Linked DNA regions of Mus musculus: regions 1 and 3 are each linked to region 2. A link is a contact called in public HiChIP or PLAC-seq and promoter capture Hi-C data. All regions are on one chromosome and are shown on one strand. The core of a region is the stretch at or near the end of the contact, and the rest is flanking DNA. Distances in the headings are between cores, read along the strand shown.

Region 1 (4,405 bases), core at 1,282-3,781, 630 kb before region 2:
CTGAATGCAGGCACAATGTGCTCAACACACCTAGCACCTTGTCTTCCTTACCACAATGGACTGTTCCCTCAAACTGTAAGCCAAAACAAATTCTTCCTTCTTTAAATAGCTTTGTTGGGCATTTTGTCCCAGCAGTGAGAAAAGTCACTTAACGGACAGCCATTTTCATATTGACTCCAAATGATAGCTCAGTGGGTTTAGTATTGTATAGAGGGTAAAATATATATGAGCCGAACATTGAAGTGTACACCTGTAATTCAAGCCCTTCACATACACAGAGGCAGGAGGATTGCCATGAATCCAAAAGAAGAATGTGTTACATGGCAAGGGCTTGATTATCCCATCCCTTCCCTCTGCAATAAATAAATAAATAAATAAATAAATAAATAAATAGAAAAGAAGCAAACCAGAGTATGATGCTGGGCCATTGAGCCATCTCTTCAGCCCCTCTATTTTTTAAGATACATTCAGGTAAGTATATAATACACAACCATTACTTGGTGAATACATCTATGTAAACCCCTAAGATATTAGACTATAACTACATCTACTGTGCTTACTCTCAGCTGGTACCAGATTCCAATACTGGGGTCCTTTTGTTTTTTTAATTAATAGAATCATACAATACACATTTTTTTTTGTTTTTTTGTTTTTTTGAGACAGGGTTTCTCTGTATAGCCCTGGCTGTCCTGGAACTCACTCTGTAGACCAGGCTGGCCTTGAACTCAGAAATCCACCTGCCTCTGCATCCCCAGTGCTGGGATTAAAGGCGTGCGCCACCACTGCCTGGCTACATTCTTTTATGTCTGGAGTCTTCCATTTAATTTGAATCATACACGCACATAGCAGATCTCTGTGTATACTATGCAGAAGCTGCTGTTTAAAAATGATAAAATATTCCATTACATATCATTATATCACAGTGAATCTGACCTATTCTGTTGATGGGTGTTTGGTCACTTCTAGTTCTCAACTATCTCTTTTTTAGCAAGTAAGTAATCGTCTCTGTTGGGTGTATATATAGGAATGAATTGCTGGGTAGAGTGGACATATGTTTTATTAGATACTACTAGACCAAGCTAGATGTTAGGGCTCATGCCTGCAATCCCATCACTCACGAAGCAGAGGCAGAAGAATTGCTGTGAGTTTAAGGCCAACATAGGTCACACGAGACCTCAAAATACAAACAGGGAGCAGGGGCTGGAGAGATGAATTAACAACAGTGAAGAGTTCATGCTAGGGCTGGAGAGATGGCTCAGTGGTTAAGAGCAATGACTGCTCTTCCAGAGGTCCTGAGTTCAATTCCCAGCAACCACATGGTGGCTCACAACCATCTGTAATGGGATCGGATGCCTTCTTCTGGTGTGTCTGAAGACAGTGATAGTGTACTCACACACAGCTCTTGCAGAAGACCTGAGACAGGTTTCTCCTAGCACCCTCAGACAGCTCATAACTGCTCGTAATTCCAGCTCCAGGGGGTCTGATGCTTCCGGCCTCCACAGGCACCTGAATTCATACCATCACACGGGTGTACACATAACTTAAGAAATACATCTTTTAAAAATAGTACTAGTTTCCCAAAGTGCCCATATCAACCAACAGCAGCACATGGAGACATCAGGGCTGTGTTCTTGGCAACAGGGCACCACCACTGCTCCTTTCTGTCGTTATTCCGTTGTGGTTTCAATTTGCAAAGCAAGTCGTGGGCACTAGTTGTTGCTTTTATCTCTCGTGAGGCCAAGATGTTTTCATTTGTTATACATCCATAGTTTTTGATTATTGTTTTCTTTTTTAAACTTTATTAGGGTTTTTTGTTTGTTTGTTTCTGTTTTTTGAGACAGGTTCTCACTGTGTAGCCCTGAATGTCTTGGAGTTCACTATTTCAATATTTAGAGCAGTGTGGCCTTGAAATTACGGAGATCAACCAACGTCTGTTACCTAGGCGCTGGGATTACTGATGTATTTATTTTGTTATTTTTGTTTTTAGACAGGATTTTGCATCTCGCAGTGTGGAGACTAGGCTGGCTTTAAACTCACGACAGTCTTCCAGTTTGCCGGGATTACAAGCGTGCGGACACCACCGCTCCGCTTGAACAACCGATTTTTGTTTGTTTGTTTGTTTTTCGAGGCAGGGTTTCTCTGTATAGCCCTGGCTGCCCTGGAACTCACTTTGTAGACCAGGCTGGCCTCGTACTCGGAAATCCACCTGCCTCTGCTGGGATTAAAGGTGTGCGCCACCACGCCCGGCTGAACAACTGATTCTTTGAGAGTAATATAAATTTGTCTTTTAATTCCAAAGAAATTCCCGTTTTACAAGGTTTTCCTTCACGGCCACGAATCTTGGCGGTGCATCAGGAGCCCACACAGCATCCGAAACACCAGAACTCCTTCCCCAGCGTTAAGATCGCAAAGCAAATAGGAAGCCTCAGAACGGATGTTGATTGGTTTTGCCATGGTAACAGATTGGAGACAGGAAGTGACATCAGAGGAAGGGGCTGCGGAGCCGGCTGAGGACACACACGTGGGTTCTGCCGTGGCTTCTGCTGTCTTTTCGGCGTGTGTGGACGCTTGTTCTCTGGGCGAGTGCGAGCCACCGTTTGGTCAACATGGGTCGCTCGGGGAAATTGCCCTCTGGTGTCTCGGCCAAGTTGAAGCGCTGGAAGAAAGGCCACAGCAGCGACAGCAACCCCGCCACTTGCCGCCATCGCCAGGCCGCTCGGAGCCGCTTCTTCAGCCGCCCGTCAGGTAGCCGGGCCGTGGGACTCCTTGGGCGGCATCTTGTGGCATTCGGCCTGCCACTTTGTAATGTCAGTCCTGGCGCTCACTGTGAAGGCCCGCCCCTCGAGTTTGACAGATGCGGAAATTGTCCTCTGAAGGGAAATGACTTGTCTAGGATACCGCGGTCTCAGGGACACGGCCGTCACTACCCTTGGATGCCCCTTTAGATTTATGTATATGTTGAGGGAGTGTCAGGGAGCGAACCCAGGACTTTGTGCACGCTAACTAAACACTCAACTACTAACCCACATCTTCAGCCTTCGGGTGTCTCCGTACAGTATACGACCCTGGCTCTGGATGTCCCTGTGCCTTTAGTACAGGGAAGCAGAAACAGATCTGGGGTTCCTTTCTCTTGGCCTTGAAAATTGCAAGCGTACACAGGGCTGTGCAGGCAAGCCTGGTTTGGAATCCTGCCGCTGGGATTGGGGGGGTCTAAACCCTCTGGTTTGTTTCTTAGGGGTTCTGTTCCTTCAGCTAAAGGAAGTTTGGGTGGAAATGGGGCCATTACCTTGTTACTCTGGTTCTCAGGAAAGAGCGACCTGACTGTTGATGCTGTGAAGTTGCATAATGAGCTGCAGTCGGGGACCCTGAGCCTGGGCAAAAGCCAAGCCCCTGAGACGACCATGGACCAAGATCCAGAGGTGGCTTTCACCGAGAAGTCCTCGGGCACGTTTCTGAGTGGCTTGTCTGACTGTACAAATGTCACTTTCAGCAAAGTGCAGCGCTTCTGGGAATCCAACTCAGCTGCTCACAAGGAGGTAGGAGATTGGTTGCTGAGTTTGTAGGGCAGTAGGCAGGGCACATTCAAGATGACTTTCATACAGCTCTGGTGACAGCAACTGGTATTTCTGGATGATGTGTCATCTCTCTTACCCTTTGTGCCCCTCACATACACTCTTGGGCAGAGTCCCCTTAAAAATCGTGTGTGGTAATTAATGTTCATATATGTTTGAAATTTTTTTGTTTATTTTTTTGAGACAAAGTTTCCATTTGTAGACCAGACTGGCTTCAAAGCCATAGAGAGCAATCTGTCTTTGCCTCTCAAGTGCTGGGGTCAAAGGTTTGTGTCTTCATGCTCAACAAAGCATATTAATTTTGATTGTGCGTGTCACAGCATGGGCATGAAGGTCAGAAGACAACTTTAGGGAGACCTTTCTCTTCCCTTCCACCATGTGGGGCTCAGGGATCAAATTCAACTTGTCAGGTTTGGGAGCAAGTACTTTACTGGCTGAGCCAGACTGAGGGTAGAAATGTTGTCAACCTTTGTCTCCTCAGCTGTTCTTCAAACGGGAATCTTTACATGTATTTCCAGGGATGTTAGTGTTCAAGTTCATGGTGAATAACTGTGGTTTGGGATCTGTTTTGTTTAACGAAAAATGTTTTACTTAATTGACATTTCAAAGTTAATATGTTTATTTTTTTATTATTTAAATGAGGAATATTAAAAATGCTAAATGAGGGGCTGGAGAGATGGCTCAGCGGTTAAGAGCGCTGACTGCTCTTCCGAAGGTCGTGAGTTCAAATCCCAGCAACCACATGTCTGATGCCCTCTTCTGGGATGTCTGAGGACAGCTACAGTGTATGTACATGTAATAAATAAATAAATCTTTAAAAAAATGCTAAATGA
Region 2 (4,191 bases), core at 588-3,087:
GAAGTTGGACTGCATTCATGAGCAAAGGCATCATCTCTAACCTCATTACACATGTAGCACACACATATCCAAACAGGGCTGGAGATCTGATATGACTCGGTAAATTGCTTGTATAAGGATTTGGGTTCAGATCCCAAGAACCCACATAAAGTGGGACGTGGAGACAGGAGGATTCTCAGGTCTTGCTGGCTAGCCTGTGTAGCAGAATACCTGAGCTTCAGCTTCAGCGAGAGACATTGTCTCAAAAAATATGTGGGCAGTGTTTGGGGAAGACATCTGTTTGTCAACATCTGACTTGAACACACACACACACACACACACACACACACAAGCACGTACTAGCACAATATACATAACACACACATACACAAACTTCCAAAGAGGGGTATACAAATTTTTGAAGCAAATCACTCTTGTAATGGTTTGAATATTAATCACTTAAGATTGTTTTCTACAGGCAAACTAGCATGCTACCATTTAAAATGGTAGCAGACTTTTCCATTTGTAAGTGCTTCTTGGATATGTCATGCCAATGAGAGCACATCTAATTCACCTTTTAAAGAGCTGTCTGGTTGGTAATACATTAGCAGTTAACAAACTAAAGAAGCAAACTGGGTCTAGTCTTTCAGCAAGTCACCCAACCTGTGCATCTGTCACTTTTCTGTAAGTGGACACACTAAAGGTACCTGTTGCATAGGGTCTGTGTGAGTATCAGAGTGCCTGGCAGATGAAACCATTACTGATGATTCCACTATGAGTTCTAACTATTCAAGATGTGTTTTGGACAAAAAAGACATAATTTGATTTCTTGGTAGGAAATCATGTTGGTACTCCTTGGGAATGGACAGGGAAGGAAGATTGGTAGTGGGGTCTTCTTCAGACTTCTGCACAGTATGGTGGTATAGAATATTGGCTGTGAGGTATTACACGACCAAATACCAAAACCTGCCTGATACGGATGGATGAGACAATCTTCCTCTAAGTCCCACATTTAGAGAAGTGTCCTTCTGATCATTTCTGAGTCCGTAGTACGTTTTGGTTTGAGATGGGGCCTTGCTACGTAGCCTGGCAGGCTTGGTACTGAGCCTGTAGATAAGGTTGGCTCCAATCTTTCTGCAATTCTGCCTCTGCGGTCCTGGTGCCGGGATTACATGCCTGCACCGCTATGACCCGATTATTTCGTTTTGTTTTCTTTTCTTCTTTTGTCTCACGCTGTAACCCAAGCAAGTATGCAATAAACAACAATCAGTCCAGCTTCCCGAATGCTGGGGCTTACAAGAGTAAGATACCAAACTTAGCTCCTTATTACTACCGGCTCAGATACAGAATATGAGATCAAGTGATTGGAGTGCTGAGGAACTTCCGGACACATTTATGATTGAGGCTGAGAAAAACAATACGTAGGCAGATGAACAAGAATGTCAACTTAGCCCAGATCTCTTGATTGCATAGAAGTCTATAAACAGTACACGGTGATGTTTAAACACCCAACCGACCCTGTCCAAGTTTAATAATCATCGTCCATAAAGAAGCTTGCGGAGCCCGAGGTTAGAGGGAAGGGGTGTTCACGCACGCCGTGGCGAGCTAGGCGCCTGAGCCGATGTCACCCCAGCCCGCCCGCAGCCGGGCGCGCAAGGGCCCAGGCCCAGGTCCAGGCCGAGGCTGAGCAAGCAGCACAGCAGCGGCGACTCGGAACCCTTCAACCCCGCGGCCTGCGCGCGCCGGCGCCCCACGGCCGGCGACGGTTGCGGCCCCGCGTCGGGAGGACTTCCGGCGTGTGCCGGGGTGGCCGGATGACGTGGCTGAGTCAGAGGAAGAGGCTCGGAGGCCGGGGGGCGGGGGCGGCGCGGAGCGGGCGGTGACGGCGGCGGAGGCAGCGGCTGTGCCCGGGCCCCGTGCGTCTGTCCGCGCCCGGTGGATGTGAATCGGCGGCGGCGGCGGAGGAGGAGTCGGTGGGCCGGCGCCCGGCCTGTGGGAGCGCGGAGGATGAGGCCGCTGCCGGGCGCTCCTGGCGTGGCGGCGGCCGCCGCGTTGTTGTTGCTGCTGCTGCCCCGGGCTCGGTCTGACGAGCACGAACACACGGTGAGGCGAAGCGAGCCGCGCGGCCGCCCCCGCCCCAGCCCCGCTCCCAAGCCTGCCGCCCCGCCAGACCCGGCGTGGTCCGAAGGCCCGGGGGGCCCGGTGCAGCCCCGCGGCCGCCCGAGCGCTCCTTCCGGTCGGGCATGGCGGGGCCGGATCCGCGGGAGCTGGGAGGAGGCATTTCCGAGCACTCGGGGCTGCCTGGGCCTTGCTCCGCAGCTCCGCCTCTCGGGGCTGCTGCCCGGGGATCGGCCCGGAGCGGGCTCTGGACCCGGGAAACTGGACGCTGTGCACACAGCACGGCGGAGGATGGATGCGTGGTGATCCAGGCGCTTGCCAACCAGGAAATACCCATCGCTTCGCGCAGGGCTCCGGCCTCTTCCTACCCTTCTCTCTCCCTCTCGCCCGAACCGGATTTAAACCGTGGGGTGGGGACAGCTTTAGGGAAGTGGAGGTGTGAACGGTTTACACGCGGACACGTCTTCACCCTGCACGCACTCGGTCCCCAGGACTCCCTTGCAACTTTCTCCGCGCTCCGTGAGTGCCCAGAGGACGCCCTGTTCGGGTGGTCGGTCCCTAACTGGGACAGCTCTGCCCTTGTGTCACCCAGCCCTCAGGCCACACCCCCACTCACTTTTGCTTTTGGCCTGAAGTTGATTGGCGGTTTATTTAATTGTATCTTCACATCAAAGCTCGCCTATTAATGACTCTTGGAGTGACTTTCACCTAGAGCTGTAACGCTGTGGAATTCACTTATTTATTTTTTTATTCAGAATGGTAGACGCGGGGAAGTGTGGAAAGTCTGATAAACCTAGAAGATTGCTTGGCAAATTGGAGATTGTTTCAAGGTTTTTATCTGTATTGTGATTTTTTTTTTTTTGCCCGAGTAGTTGTGTATTTACTAAATTTAAAATATGTGGAGAACGTTTGGCTGTAGCTGATCGGTGACAAAATGGGAGTACGCTGCTTTTAAGGGGCAGACGTTAGATTTTGTTTGTAGTGAACAAAACTTTGTTTTGATTAGCCAATTAAAAACTCTAAATTAGGCTGTTGTATTTTCAGTCACTGCTAGAATCTAATTGCATGTGTATGCGAGTTTTTTTTTCCAGAGAAACGTTGAATCAGTAACTTTTTTTCTGCGACACTTGTGAATTTTCTCTAAGATATTTTTGGTTTCCTTTAAATTTCAGCAAGTATAGTAGTTTAAATAGTATTTGCCTTTTTTTTTTTTTTTTAACAGTTGAGTTTCCATGTAAAATCTGGAACTTGTTGTTAGTTTTAGATCGACCATATAGACAGAAATTTATGTTCTACTTTTTGAACTTTCTATTTTATACTGCTACTAAGAGGGAAGACTTAGTTTATAATATAATCAGTTGTAAGTGTACAAAACTAGCATAATCCACAAGTTTTGTGCATGGCAGTTTCAATGAGAAAAATTTTAAAGCTTATTTATTTTTATTCTATGTGTCAGTTTTGCCAGCATGAATGTAGTATGTGTATCATGTATATTCTGAGTATCTTAGAAGAGGGTGTCAGATCCCCTGGAACTAGAGTGACAGAAAGTTGTAAGCTACCCAGTGTGAATACTGGGAACCAAAGTTAGGTCTTAACTGCTTGAGCTATCTCTCCAGCCCCCAGTTCAGTGAAATTTTATTGTTAGGAATGCCATATTTAGTTACTTCATTCGTTCATTCATTCATTCAGTTCTGGGGATTGAACTCAGGCCATTCTGTGTGGTATGTACATATTCCACCACTGAATGGAACACTTCTTTTTTTGAAACAGGGTTTCCTCTGTGTAGCCCTGGCTGTCCTGGAACTTGTTCTTTAGACCAGGCTGGCCTTGAATTCTGAGATCCACCTGCCTCTGCCTCCAGAGTGCTGGGATTGAAGGTGTGCCCCACCACATCTGGCTACACCTGGAATGTTTTAATTTTTATGTACATAAAATATTTAATAAAAGGAAACTGGTCCGTTCTTCCCCCCCCCCCCCCACACACACACATTGGAGATAGAGCCCATGGCTTTGCAGATGCTGTGCACGGCCGTATCTCTGCACTCCACTCTTATCCCAAAAGGATGCGGTGTGAAGACACGGCACGTGTGCGAT
Region 3 (4,177 bases), core at 428-2,927, 520 kb after region 2:
AGCTGTGACTCACAACTTTGGGGATATGGAACTTGACAAGACCACTTCCCATTAGCCAGGCAGGAACCCCGGTGGAGCCATTAGAGACACCAACCCACCCACCAAACTTTCAACCCCAAATTTATCCTGTCTATTAGAAATGTAGGCCCCAGGGATGGAGCAGAGACTGAGGGAATGGCCAATAAGAACTGTCCCAACTTGAGACCCAGCCAACGGGGCAAGCACCAATCCCTGACACTATTAATGATACTCTGTTATGCTTGCAGACAGTTGTGTTTCTTATGTCGCGTTCTTCAGAATTTCTTTTATTTGAGCTAGAACGTTGTGCCAAAAAAAATATATTCCAATAAAAATTCAAACAGTGGGCTGCATTTTGTCCAAATAAAAATCCACTAAACACATAGCATCAACTATCCTTTAGGAGCAGGTTACAGAAAAAGCAGAATTTAACAAAAGCCTCCCACCAGCCATATTCTTTAATAAGCATCAGGACCCTCAGATATTTTACTACCTGACAGGTTCAGAAATTCTTATCTTTTACTTATCTGTGATTTTTCCCCCTAAATCAAGAAGTGGGAATCTCGGCCCAGGCTCAGCTGGAGATGCATGTCTGAAATCCTAACACAGGAGAAGCTGAGACAGGAGGACCCAAGGAATGCATGCATGGCCCGAAAAGAAACCTTCTGAACTGTAAACTGGTATCTTTGGGAAACATCAAAACCAAGTTCCCTGTGCTCTCAAGACCAAGAAGATTTCACTTCTGCCCCTTTGCCCCCTCAAAGCCCTACAGCATGGTTTGAGGAAGGCGTGCAGGTGACACAGATTGTCCTATGGACTGAAGGCTTGTATCTAACACACCCAAGGCAATGTAATGATGCTACCTGGAAACTGATCTTGAGAATTATCAGAGTGCACTGGATTACCGACGGAGCACGGACACCGGGTCTAGTGAAACTGGCGAGAGTCCTGTGCTGTTTATATTCTAGGTCGAAGAGCCATCTCTGGGTCTGGACTCCAGTCTCAATTGGAGAAACCCTGAGGCCCTTCTCAGTGCGAGGGCCCTCGGGCCACACTTGCCACCTAGGGGTGAAGCAAGACTGCTTTTTCCTGGTCATCACTTTGCTTTGAGTTTTGTAACTTTTCTCAATGGACTGCACGCCACATTTCGAGCCTAATTCGCATCCTGTAGTCTTCTAGGGACTTTCTCCTAGCTCTTGTACCTGCCTTCTGTCAGTACTTACCTTGAAGTAAGTTCCGCTTGAAGTAAATTACCTTGAAGTAGTTCCGCTGATTCTAAGGTGTTGTCCTAATGCTTACCCTAGCAAAGAGTTCAACTCCAGCCGCCCAGCCTCCTCCACTCAGGAAATATTTTTCTGACCGGAACTTAATCCAAACCCCTCCCTGACCTCGAAGCTGTGAAATGTACACGTTTTCACCCCTATTCCTAAAACCGGGATGACTGGCAGGTGGCGCGGTTCCGTGCCCTCTCTTGCCACTTCACCTAGTTGCCTTGTTATCCCAGCCCCAGGATTCCGCACAGAGGAGGGGTGCATCCCCAGTGTACTCTGGTACCGTCATGGGGACCTTGAGAGATAAGACATTCACCTGATGGACACTGCTTTTCGATGCGTCTGGGAAGTGAAGACAGATCCTGAGCAGCTATCAACGCCTACAGCCGAAGAGCATGCGCAGTGCGAGCGTTTTTGCCCTCTGCCCCTCCCCTCCCCAGCCATCTGGTTCTGATCCAGCCTCAGTGCATGAGATCTCCTCGTGCACCTGAGCTAACCCTCCCCCCCCCCCCCGCATCCCTCGGGCCTCTCTTGCCCCTCCCTTTGGGGTGGGGGTTAGTGGCGGCTTAAGAACTGCATGCGCCACGCCACGGAGAGGGGACAGGAGAGCGGGTGCGCAGTGTGGATGCTTTTCATTTCAAGAGACTGGTGTCTGGCCCCATGCCACAGCCCTCAGTGCAAACAATTTTTTTTTCAGAGCTTGCAATTCGTGTCACAAATTTAATATCTTTTAAGTCTTGGGCTGGGTGCTGGAGAGCAAGCGATGAGGAGCACTTACTGCCCTTACAGAGGCCCGCGTCCCAGCACCCAGTTAGGTGGCCCACAACCGCCTGCCTGTAACTCCTGATGCCCTCTTCTGGCCTGGCTAGCACCTGCATTCACACATATACATATCCTCCCACACCCATAGAAACATAATTAAAAATAAAATAAATCTATGAAGGAGAAGTAGTGGTAGTTTGGGGCTGGGGAGATGGCTCAGCACATAGACTGTAATGTCAGTGAAGTTAAGATTCCCTGAACCCACGTAAGGCCAGGCAAGTGTGGAGACAGCCGCAGGAATCCCCCAGGGCAAGCTCTGGGTTCCAGAAGAGAGCAAAGTCTCAGCAAATAAAGTGTAGTATGATGGCAGAAGACAACCAGCGTCACACTGTGGCCTCCGCAAGCCGACCTACACCACGAACGCACCATCGCAGGCAGTAAATGAATAAACAAATCAAACAGCGGTATGTCCCCACCCTGCAAGCCTCTTTGTTCCTTGTTAAAATAATGATGACCTAAACAGAACTGATACAGTTGGGAGTTTGCAAGTGGGGCTGAGCACAGTGATGTGTGTCCCTTCATTCCAATATGCTGTTTTTATGAACCTCTTTCTGTGTCCGCCCCATTGAGCCGTTAGCCTGAGATTCTGAAGACACTTAGGAGGTCTTTAAAACTTAACGGGCCTCGAGAAAAGGGACGTAGGGAAATAGAGCAGCTGCAAAGGTGACTGCCCAGGCGAGGTAGAGACCCTGCGGCACAAGGGAACGAACTCAGAAGTTCCACTTGCCTCATTATCTGAAAAAGCAAACAAACAAAAAACGACTTACTGTTAACTGTGTCCACGCCTCAAAATTTATTTGGACAAATTCTCATTCCAAATAAAATCCTTGTTGTCTAGGGCTCATCTGGTATAGCAATTTAAGAGCAATGGTGGTAGATTCTTGTCGTTTGGGTTGTGAGCTTAGCCCTTAGGGGCCAGGCCATCTCTACAGTCCAACAGCAGAGTCAGAAAGCAGAGTCAAGAGTGTTTCCCTTACATACTGATGTCACGGATTAAATGGGAAATGTCTGCATGTTGCAAGCATCACAGAATATGATGAACTTTAAGAACATTTAATTTCCAGGATTATCAACCAGTGCTATGCATTTTTTAAAAGTACACATGGTGTGTGTGTGTGTGTGTGTGTGTGTGTGTGTGTGTGTGTGCTACAATGTATTATTGCTATTATACCTAAGCATTAAGTATATGGGTCCAAATACCTAAGTCAAGATAATGTAGGATTCAAGATCTCCTACCAAAGAGTTTATCGAACAGATGTTGAGGAATTCTAAATATTTTCAAGGTTAAAGAGCATTTCCTATCAGAGGGGAGGGAGTCGGAGTAAGAATTGACATCCAGTAGATATTTCAAACTAGTGGTCTAATCTCACATGCAGAACTGTTTTGATTCAGGCTATAATATATTTTTTTAACTGCTCTAGCTACAGATCAGATTTCATAGAACATTTTTAATTTCTTGGCAAAGAATTAGAAAGACATCTGCACAGGCAGGCAGGCAGGCAGGCAGGCAGGCAGGCAGGCAGGCAATCATCCAAGGCAGCAATAGTTACTGAGAAGTCGTCTACAGTGTCTTCTGTGCACAGAGAAAGCCTTTTTGTTTAGCCCAGTGCTGCCATCCATAGGACGGTATTGCCACCTGCACTCAGGGTTGGCCTGCCCACTTCAATTAACCCTATCTAGAAAACTGGTGAGCCTCATTTAGACGGTCTCTCACTAGCTTGTCTCCTAGGAGATTGCAGACCCTGTCGGATTGACAGCTAATATTGACCACTACATCTGAGGTACTAGCTCTGTTCTGACAGTGTCACCACATGGAAGACGTATCCCCCCCACCCCTCCCCCCCACATTACATCCATGTCCAGCAGAACCAGAATCTTCAAGTCTAGGCAGGCCTGTCCTGACCCCTGTCCATCTGTCCATTTCTTAAAGCTTTTCTGTGACAAAGCCAGAGTTTTACAATGACAGGGACAAACTGTAGCACACGGGGTGATGTCACAGCAAAGATTTGTCCTGCAACAAAGCAGAATGCTACCATGGGTCCTTAGCAGGCGTGGAGTGAATTAAA

The links. Promoter capture Hi-C pulls out the DNA fragments that hold promoters and counts their contacts. HiChIP or PLAC-seq counts read pairs in DNA pulled down with a chosen protein or histone mark.
Region 1: a contact with region 2 is called in an H3K27ac HiChIP or PLAC-seq map of extraembryonic endoderm stem cells, with 5 times the contacts expected there. The contact joins the promoter of Rrp12 here to the promoter of Tm9sf3 in region 2. A contact is called at or near these places in 3 of 39 promoter capture datasets (embryonic stem cells, hippocampal neurons and neural stem cells), 13 of 115 datasets of contacts at active chromatin or transcription factors (acute myeloid leukemia, bone marrow-derived dendritic cells, bone marrow-derived macrophages and 10 more) and 1 of 9 other capture datasets (adipose tissue).
Region 3: a contact with region 2 is called in a promoter capture Hi-C map of embryonic stem cells, with 4 times the contacts expected there. The contact joins the promoter of Cc2d2b here to the promoter of Tm9sf3 in region 2. A contact is called at or near these places in 4 of 39 promoter capture datasets (embryonic stem cells, hippocampal neurons, pre-B cells and 1 more), 6 of 484 Hi-C or Micro-C datasets (the P5424 cell line, embryonic stem cells, pre-B cells and 1 more), 6 of 115 datasets of contacts at active chromatin or transcription factors (embryonic stem cells, epiblast stem cells, large pre-B cells and 1 more) and 1 of 9 other capture datasets (embryonic stem cells).

What each region holds. Positions count from the first base shown.
Region 1 is chr19:41,894,279-41,898,683 of GRCm38.p6, reverse strand. It overlaps Rrp12 (ribosomal RNA processing 12 homolog (S. cerevisiae)), which reads left to right and starts at 2,531. Exons shown (of 34, transcript NM_199447.2): 1 at 2,531-2,745; 2 at 3,307-3,536. The coding sequence starts at 2,607.
Region 2 is chr19:41,261,650-41,265,840 of GRCm38.p6, reverse strand. Tm9sf3 (transmembrane 9 superfamily member 3) reads left to right here and starts at 1,837. Exons shown (of 15, transcript NM_133352.2): 1 at 1,837-2,082. The coding sequence starts at 1,987.
Region 3 is chr19:40,746,317-40,750,493 of GRCm38.p6, reverse strand. Cc2d2b (coiled-coil and C2 domain containing 2B) reads right to left here and starts at 1,677. Exons shown (of 35, transcript NM_001376940.1): 1 at 1,606-1,677.